3 separate regions of the Mus musculus genome follow, and all the other regions are linked to region 2. The links are chromatin contacts, called in public HiChIP or PLAC-seq and promoter capture Hi-C maps. All regions are on one chromosome and are shown on one strand. Each heading gives the region's core, a stretch centred on a gene start, on an enhancer-like site or on the middle of the called end of the contact. The rest is flanking DNA. Distances are from core to core; before and after follow the strand shown.

The links. HiChIP or PLAC-seq counts read pairs in DNA pulled down with a chosen protein or histone mark. Capture Hi-C pulls out chosen DNA fragments and counts their contacts.
Region 1: a contact with region 2 is called in a promoter capture Hi-C map of liver, with 2.2 times the contacts expected there. The contact joins the promoter of Vav1 here to the promoter of Uhrf1 in region 2. A contact is called at or near these places in 1 of 39 promoter capture datasets (pre-B cells), 1 of 115 datasets of contacts at active chromatin or transcription factors (bone marrow-derived macrophages) and 1 of 9 other capture datasets (liver).
Region 3: a FOXA1 HiChIP or PLAC-seq map of pancreatic cancer cells shows a contact between it and region 2. The contact joins the promoter of Tubb4a here to the promoter of Uhrf1 in region 2. A contact is called at or near these places in 1 of 39 promoter capture datasets (cranial neural crest), 1 of 115 datasets of contacts at active chromatin or transcription factors (pancreatic cancer cells) and 1 of 9 other capture datasets (adipose tissue).

What each region holds. Positions count from the first base shown.
Region 1 is chr17:57,277,710-57,280,547 of GRCm38.p6, reverse strand. It overlaps Vav1 (vav 1 oncogene), which reads right to left and starts at 1,448. Exons shown (of 27, transcript NM_011691.4): 1 at 1,147-1,448. The coding sequence starts at 1,350.
Region 2 is chr17:56,301,985-56,305,015 of GRCm38.p6, reverse strand. It overlaps Uhrf1 (ubiquitin-like, containing PHD and RING finger domains, 1), which reads right to left and starts at 1,679. Exons shown (of 17, transcript NM_010931.3): 1 at 1,455-1,679.
Region 3 is chr17:57,085,980-57,088,940 of GRCm38.p6, reverse strand. It overlaps Tubb4a (tubulin, beta 4A class IVA), which reads left to right and starts at 1,341. Exons shown (of 4, transcript NM_009451.4): 1 at 1,341-1,484; 2 at 2,602-2,710; 3 at 2,839-2,949. The coding sequence starts at 1,428.

The DNA.
Region 1 (2,838 bases), core at 199-2,698, 980 kb before region 2:
ACCCCTAGCCAGCCAGAGGGACGGTCCATGGGGGACAGTGGGTGCTCTGTTCCCTACTTCCTTCAGAGGACTCACAACAGCTTCAGAGACTGCTGGCTCACTGACAACCCCAGAAATACCCTGGAGACTGCAGCAGGCCATTCTTAAAGTAACTCCCGTCTTCAACTCCATGGGACCCCTCGCATGAAGGGAAGAAACTAGGCTCTGACCCCGTTGCTCATCATTTCTAGGGACAGCCTCCTGGGACTTGGAAAAACAGGCTGTACAGGACTGGCAGACTGAGAGCAAGAGGACAGACAGACAGACAGATGCCCCCTACACCAAGGATGTGTCCTTCAGACCCCATGGCAAGGCCATGTTCCCTTAGATACAACTCATGTCCCTCACACCCCACGGTAAGGCTGTGGATCCCTTTGACTTGAACCTATACCTTTCATTTCTAGGGCTATCAGCCCTCCCCCCGAAACCCAGCATCCCTGGGGAAGCAGAGAAAAGAGTACAAAGCCACCAGTCACCTTTCACCACCACCCCAGCCACATTCAAATAAGGATTTGAATACATTTTCTAGGCTCACCGGGGCATAGTCTGACCATGCCTCCACTTGAAACACGGAGAGTGCACAGATGTCAAACTCAGGGACACCCAGGGCCTTGTTAGGACCCTAGGCCTGGGCCCTGCACTTCAATGGGCCCTTCCCGAAATAGGTAGAGTTGGGATGCCACAGGGTCTCGCATTGCAGCCCCCAACACTCCACGCCACACAGCACAAAGCCCTGGCAGGAAATGGAGGTGAAGGAAGATGTGAGGAGGAGGGGGGCAGAAGAGGTGGAAGAGGAGGAGCCACCGGTGGGGGAGAAACTGAAGGCCTCTCTCTCTTGAATCTGGTTCTCCAACCTCATGCACCCTCTTGGCTAACTACGAGGCAACAAGATACCTCTTAGGACCCCTTTAAATGGATCTCAACAGAGTCAGCTGGGGGCGGGGCGGGATAGGGAGATTTCCCCCTAAATTTGCTGGGACAGCTGCAAGCCAACCAAGAGTGTACAAACCCACCCAGAGCTCCGTTCTGCTCGACACCTCTCCATAGCCAGAGCCGGGCCTACCAGCCTTTATCCAGTCGGGCCCTAGCATCACCCAGCAGACTCACCTGGGACATCTGGGGCCGCAAGTTAACCTCGCGAAGATTAATGGCCTGGGGAAGCAGGTTGTTAAGCAATTGGCACAAGAGGACACCGTCCCGCAGTGCCTGTGCCAGCTCACACACCTGGGCCCCCTCCCAGGTCACACGGTGGCTGGGAGGCAGCACCCGACACTGGATCAGCCAGTGGGTGCACTGTCGCCAGAGCTCCATGGTGGCTGCCGGCCTCTCACTTGGCCCCTCGGGGAGGCCCCGTGCACCCTCGTTCCTTCACCACCGCCGCCGCCTGCCCCAGTGGGGACAACTACAACACCACTTCCTCTTCTGTGACTGTAACTGTCGCCCCGGGGTGGGGGTGGGGAGGAGCTGTGGGGCGGAGGGGGAGCAGCATCTGCAGTTACGCCCTCACAGCTTCCACTCACTGGTGTGACCTCGTCTTTCTCCACCTACACTGAGCAGACCTGGGCACCTGCTGAACTAAGGTGCCACTATCTCATCCAGCCGTAGGCACCTAGGCTGTCACCTCCTGTCTCCTCCTGGTCCCCAGTCTACGGCCCTGATCTCTCACAGCCTTTTGCCCCTGCAGCAGCCAAAAGGGACCACTGAACACTGAGTCAAGTCTCAACCATTCTTCCACCACCCATAACCCTCCTGGTTCAACCTTGCTTTGGGGCCAAAACTCATGTCTTTCCTGCACCCCACAAGGCCCTGTTCACCCTGCCCCAACCCCTGCCAGCCTCTTCTCCTCTCTCTGTTCTTCACTCCCTGACCTCCATCCTGCCCCAGGGCCTTTGCACTTGTGCCCACCACCTGACAGAAGACACTAATTCACTCCATCACTTCTTACATGTTACTTTTTGATTACTGAGTGCTCAGCCATAGATGGGACATCTATACCACCACCAGCCCGAGGCTCAAGGGAGAAGGAACAGAAAGTCGGTAAGAGTCGGGGGCGGGGGATGTGAAATGCTATCTCCAGGGCATACCCATGGCCACTACGCTCATGAACTCCGTGCAGTTATGGTGGCAGCACAAGACAAAGCCAGGAGGGAGCCAACATGCCCACAGGCAGCAGTAATGGATGCAAAGGGTTACAAAAGAGCAAGAAAGTGGGGATAAGGTAAAGAGAGTCCACTCTCATTCGGAGTCAGAGGGGAGTTGAGGGTGGGTAGGACGAAGATAGGTTGTTAACATGTAGGAAACTGCCAACAAATAGAACTATAATAAACATTAGAAAATATATTCTACTTTGAAAGCCATTTCACTTTTATTACATATATATATGTGTGTGTGTGTATATATATACATATGTATGTGTGTATGTGTGAAGGTACATGTGGGGCACAGTACATGTGTGGAGGTCAAAGGTTAACATGGGGGAGTAGGTCCTCTTTTTTTTTTTTTTAAAGATTTATTTATTTATTTATTTATTATATGTAAGTACATTGTAGCTGTCTTCAGACACTTCAGAAGAGGGGGTCAGATCTTGTTACGGATGGTTGTGAGCCACCATGTGGTTGCTGGGATTTGAACTCTGGACCTTCGGAAGAGCAGTCAGGTGCTCTAACCCACTGAGCCATCTCACCAGCCCAAGGGAGTAGGTCCTCTTTCCACCATGCAAGCCCCAACGATTGAGCTCAGATCATTAGGCTTGGTAGCAATCACCTTTGCCCACAGAGCCCTCTCACCCTCACCACCCAC
Region 2 (3,031 bases), core at 430-2,929:
GAGGGGAAGTAGAGTACCCTCGCCCCGTTACATCGGATTGAGCAAAGGAAGCAACTCCCACGATCAATCTCCTGTAGTCCTGGCCTCCTACATAGGGCAAGACCCCACCCTGGGAGGACCAGGTGGCATAAATTAGGCACTTAAAAGTTTTAATAACCGGCGAGTGGGGACACTTGAATGTGAATTGCCAAAACACTCTGGGTGATCCAAGAACATCCATCCACCACGCTTCCAATGAGGGAAGAGGGAAAAAATGTCCATGGCGGGATAAAGACCCTGGTCGGGCTGAAAAGTGCCAGCAGCTACTCATTCATTCATTCATTCATTCATTCATTCATTCATTCCACGTAGTCTTAAGTCCCAGTAACTGGAACTCGCCAACTCCGAAGCGGACTGGAACCTCTCAAGTCCCAGGAGGGAGAACTCGGTCACAGAAGGCAGGGGCCCCCGCGCACGCACACACACACACACACACACACACACCACTCAGGACTCCCCCAAAGTTCCAGACCCGTGCCTCCCGCGCGCGTACTTAGAGCAAGACACCCCCCCGCCGTGGCCATGGCAACCGGCAGTCCGGGCCGGGCCACCCGTTAGCGCGCGCTTGTGGCCACAAACTCACCTGAACCCCACCCACAGCTGGCTGCCCTAACTTCCCCTCGGGACACAGACCCTGGCCTCCCGGAAAGGCGCTTTAAAGACCCGGGAGGCACAGAGCCCACGCCCACATCCGCCGCCGCCGCCCAGGCCAGACCCCTGGAGCCCCGCCGTTTAAGTTCCGCCCTTCCCGGAGAGCTCGCTGCTGATTGGCTCCTCCCGGGCTACGTGCCCCGCCCTCCTCGCATGCGATTGGCCTAGATGACCTCGGAGACGCCTGGGCGCGCGAAACCCGACTCGGGCGCGACAATTGAATCTCGGGGAGTGTCCGCTCTTAGGCGTGGAGCCGCGTGCACTTCCCCGCCGGACCCCACGCGTTTCCCGCGAACTTTAGCGGCACCCAGGAGAGTGAAAAACCAGGTGCAGCGTGGAGGATTCCTCTCAAGTTGCCCCTCAACGGATGCAGAAGCACGCATGCGCAGTGGCTGTGCAATGCCCCGAGCCACGCGCGGGAAACTTATGCCAAGTTTTCGGGTCTAACCGTGTGCACAGGGCCGGAGAGGGAGGCTCAGCGTGGAGGACACAACTCGGATTCCTCTTACAAGAGGTGTGGAACCCACGCGTGGGCAATGGCCCTCTGCAGATCTCACCCCACGCGCGGGAAAGTTTTGCAAAGCTCCCCCCCACGACCCGGGCCGTCAACGTAGTGCGCCTGACCAGTAAGAGGGCTAAGCGTAGAAGACACCCATCGGATCCCCTGAAGCAAGCCCCCGCAGCCTTGTGTGAGAAGGGTTCCTTTCAGTTTTGCGTGGTGCCCCGCGTGCCACTGTGTGCATAGAACGCGCTCTTCCACTCACCTCTCTCACGGCGGCGATCCGCACTCTCCTCTCCCTTGGAACGCCTGGTTCTAGGCTAGGGCTCTGCGGCTGGGTGACCCAGAAGGGAGCCGCGTGAGTGGCTGAAGACCCAAGTGAGCACTAGAGCGCGGGTTCCTTCCAGCTGCTAGGACTTTTTTTCCCGCGAAAACTCAGGGCGTTTTTATTAGTGTGCACAGGCTGCTGCGGGAGACTTCCACCCCAATTGGGTGGGGAGGGCTCTTGATTCCTGATTGGCTGGCGCTGTGGCGGGAAGCGAGAAAGCAAGTGGGGCGTCCGCATGACTAAGGATCTACCCCACCCCCGGCTCCGCCCAACGGGCCATGGACTTTCCCTGCCGGCTATGCTCACTTTACCAAGAAGGCCCAGTTCCCCCACCATGTAAACCTCATAGCATTCCTGGGAGAGGAGAAAGGGACACCACCACCACCCCGAGACTTCTGACCACACTACATGTCTATTCCTTCTGAGCTGGACAAACTTTGACCTCTTAATCTAAGCAACCCTGAATCTATATTCATATCCCCTAGGGGAACTTGAGGGGTGCCTCCCCACCAGATACCCTGCACCCCATGTCAGGTCTGAGCTCATTGAGTAACAGAACACTACAGATGGTCTCTCATGCTACCCATCCGCAGGGCTTCTTTTCCTGCCTGGTTTCCCCACCCCCACCCTGCCGGTCAGCAAGCTGTCCAGGCGTGCAGGGCCTCCCTGCCCCCTCCACCCCGGCGGCCTGCTCTGTTCTAACCATTCTTGGCGGACACTTGGCGCGCGCTGGGCATCTGTGCAATAACTAGTGGATAGAGAAACCAGAGTTAGGGGGCCCAACTGCTTGTGAGGCACACCCTCCCCTCCAGCATTTGCCATCTCTGGGAAAGCAAATCCTGACCTAGAAAACAGTGGAGAAGAAAATAATGAACATAGAGGACAATTCCAGGTACATCCACAAGTCATGAGGTCAGAAGTGACCAGTGGCCACGTGGGGGCTGGGACAGAGGCACTTCCGGCTGAGGAAGCCAAGGACACATGAGGTATAAAGAAGGCTTAGAGGGGAAGGCAGGAGGAGGCACCTGGACTGGAACAAGTAAGGCATCAGAGGCCGAGTGAAGGACGTTGGTTTTAAAGGTCCTTAGCAGAAAGACTTCCAATTTTTGTTTAACTGTGTTTGTTTTTTAAAAGAGTCTCACATAGCCCAGGCTAGCCTTCAACTTGCTCTGTAGCTGAAGATGACTTAGAACTCCAGAGCCTCTTGCCTCCATCTTGCTAGTTCTGGGCTAACAGGTATTGCACTAACCCCAGACCATTTGTGGGGCTCGGTAGAAGTTGTCCCTCCAAAGATGTTTCAAGTATCTTTCCGTGAGCCCCAAAGGTCTCCAGGCCCTCACCTCTCACCTCCAAGAGCTGGGAAAACAGGGATTTCTAATGGTAAGGAAAGATTTCCCAGATGGTCATTAGCCTCCTGACACCCTCCTGGCACTCAGGCACTTGGAAAGTAAAGCCAGGAGGATCAGGGGTCGAAATCCATCCCTAGCATGGGCTACAAAGACCATCTCAAAAAA
Region 3 (2,961 bases), core at 92-2,591, 780 kb before region 2:
GCAACATCACAATTGGATCTATAATGAGGGAAAGCTGTCATGGTGTTTGTGAGCTGGGGCTCAATGGGGAGAGCACTTTCCAAGCATGCATGAGTCCCTTAGTCCTGTGCCCAACTCCATATAACCCCAGGGCATGGTGGTGCACACTCAGGAGGTAGAGGCAGAGGATCAGGAGTTTAAGGCCAGCTTGTTTACTTATTGAGTGGGAGGTCAGCTTGGACTGCATTGAGTGAGAAGTCAGCTTGGACTACACTATGCAGTCCCGAGGGGAAATCTCTCAAAGCAAGGAACACAGCAAGTAGCACCTATAACCCCTGGGGATGCTGGAGTTGGGGTGGGGAGCAGAAAAACCCATGGAATCCAGCACAAGAAGACAGTCTATGAATAGAACATTATGGATGGTAAAGATCAACAACGCATGGACACACTCTAACTTGAACCTATGCTCAGATAAACTCATGAACATACAAGCATGTTTCAGATGTCACTTTTAGACTATGTCACTTTTACAGCTATGTTGTAGATCTCTTGTAATCCTAGCATTCCAGAGATTGGAGGCAGGAAAGCCATGAGTTCAAGGCCAGCCTGGGCCATATAGTGATATAGGGGAACAATAGCTACATGGGAAAACTTGTACTTAAAGAAATAAATATCAATAACAAAGCAAAGATATGTTGAGGTGGGGAAAGCTCTCTGCTGTTGGTGGGATCCAATTATTTGTCTTAGCCCTAGTTTCTGAGACCTCCTGGGGGGTCAAGAGCCTTCCAGCGCTCCTCAGAACATAGAAGGAAATCTGTAGAAGGGTTCCAGAAGCGACTTCCAGGACTCAGCAGTGTCTCACATGCACCTGCCACCTTCAAACCAAACTCCACTGTGGAGAGCCTGGAGCTCAGAGTCACCGTTCTTCCCCACCTATACAAAGGTTCTAAGGAAGGGGGTCTCGAAGGAATGAAGAAGGGAGAAGCAGACAGAGAAATTGAGGCAGGGGCTGGGGCTGAGAGGGAGGACATTGTCCTAGATGCTATTTACAAGATTCCGAGGTGCCTTTCCATCCAGTCTCTATGAAATCAGAGTGGAAAGAAAGAATGGTGCCTGACAACGGAGCCTGAGGGGAAACTAGAGTGGGGATACACCGGGACCCTGAGGTCTCAGAGAAAGAGCTTGACGGAGGAGATCCCTACTTTTCCGAGGCCCCTCCCTCCATCCTCCTCCATTACTCCAGTCCCTCCATCCTTCACTGCAAGCATCCTAGGCGGGCCCAGGAGGCGGAGCACGCGGGTGACCCAGCGGTGACGTGAGTACTGCTCCGCAAATATAGAGACGCCCGGGGGCGCAGAGACAGAGCTCCGCAGCCATCTCGTCCAGAGCTAGAGCCACAGCGGCCGGTCGACACCCGTCCATCAGACGCCACCAGCAGCGCCACCACCATGCGGGAAATCGTGCACCTGCAAGCCGGTCAATGCGGTAACCAGATCGGGGCCAAGGTGCGTCGGACTGAGTAGAGGGTGGGAATGCACAGGGGCTCAGAGAGGGGTTATTGGCTCTCCCAAGGCTCACCCAGGAATTTTGCATCCTAGGTGGAGGAGGGGAACCAGGGCAGAGCCAGACTGGGAACAAAGAGGCTGATGGGGGCAGGGCCTGGCCTTATGTCTCTTGGCCACAGCTGGCCTCACAGCTGGGCCACTGTCACCCTCAGTTGCCTGGAACGAAGAGGCACGGCCCCTCCTCCCAGGGCTGCTGCCGGGATGGACTGGCACCAAGTGGCTCTGGTGGGGCCAAGCCTCTCCCTACCCCCAACTTCTCCCTTCTTGCTGGCTCATGCTTTGCTGTGGCTCTGAGTTCCCAGTTACCTCACAGACAGACAGTCAGCAACTGAAGAAGTGGCTTTAAGAGTGTCCTAGACACAGCATCTCTCAGCCCTTCCCGACTAACACTGTGACCCACTCTGACATCTTAGCACTTGGTGGATAGAGGCAGGAGCCCAAAAATAGCTTCCCATACACAGTAAGTTGGAGGCCAGCTTGGGCTACGTGAAACCCTGTGTCAAAAAAATAAGGGGTGGGGGCTATAACTCAATAGGTTGAACCTTTGCCCAGGTGTTGTGGTATACACCTGTCATCCCAGCCACTAGGCTAGGTTGAGGCAGGAGGATCAAGAGTTCAATATCATCCTAAACTATCTAGTGAATTTCAGGCTAGCCTGGGCTTTGGGAGACACTGACTAAAAAAATAATACAAACACATACATACATACATTCATACATATATACATATATATATACATACATACATTAAATTTTAAGACAATAAGTAAAAAAAAAAGCTATTCTACACATTTCATCATCAAACAAACAATAGGACAAGCAACATGGTTCCCCCAGGGCTCATGGCCAAGATTGACAACAGGAGCATGCATATGAATGCACACACACAGAAAATGGTTTTTTAAAAGGTTTTAAAACTATAACAACAAAAACAAAAACAAAAAAACTATAACAACAAAAGGAAAATCTATTCACTTTGCTCCCCCCTCCCCCTCATTTTGCTCCCCTCTCACTTTGCTCCCCCTCCCCCTCACTTTGCTTCCCACCCCCACCCCCAGTTCTGGGAGGTCATCAGTGATGAGCACGGCATCGACCCCACTGGGACCTATCATGGGGACAGTGACCTCCAGCTGGAGAGGATCAATGTCTACTACAATGAGGCCACAGGTAGGGTAGTCAGTGGGCTGGCACGGGCGTGGGAGTGGGGGGGCACTGTCACGAAGGGACAGGATGTGCCCTGGAGCCTGCTGGACCTGGCACTCAGCCCAGCCACCCTCCATCTGCCATCCCCACAGGTGGAAACTATGTTCCCAGAGCCGTGCTGGTCGACCTGGAACCCGGCACCATGGACTCTGTCCGCTCCGGCCCTTTTGGCCAGATCTTTCGGCCAGACAACTTTGTATTTGGTGAGTCCCTCT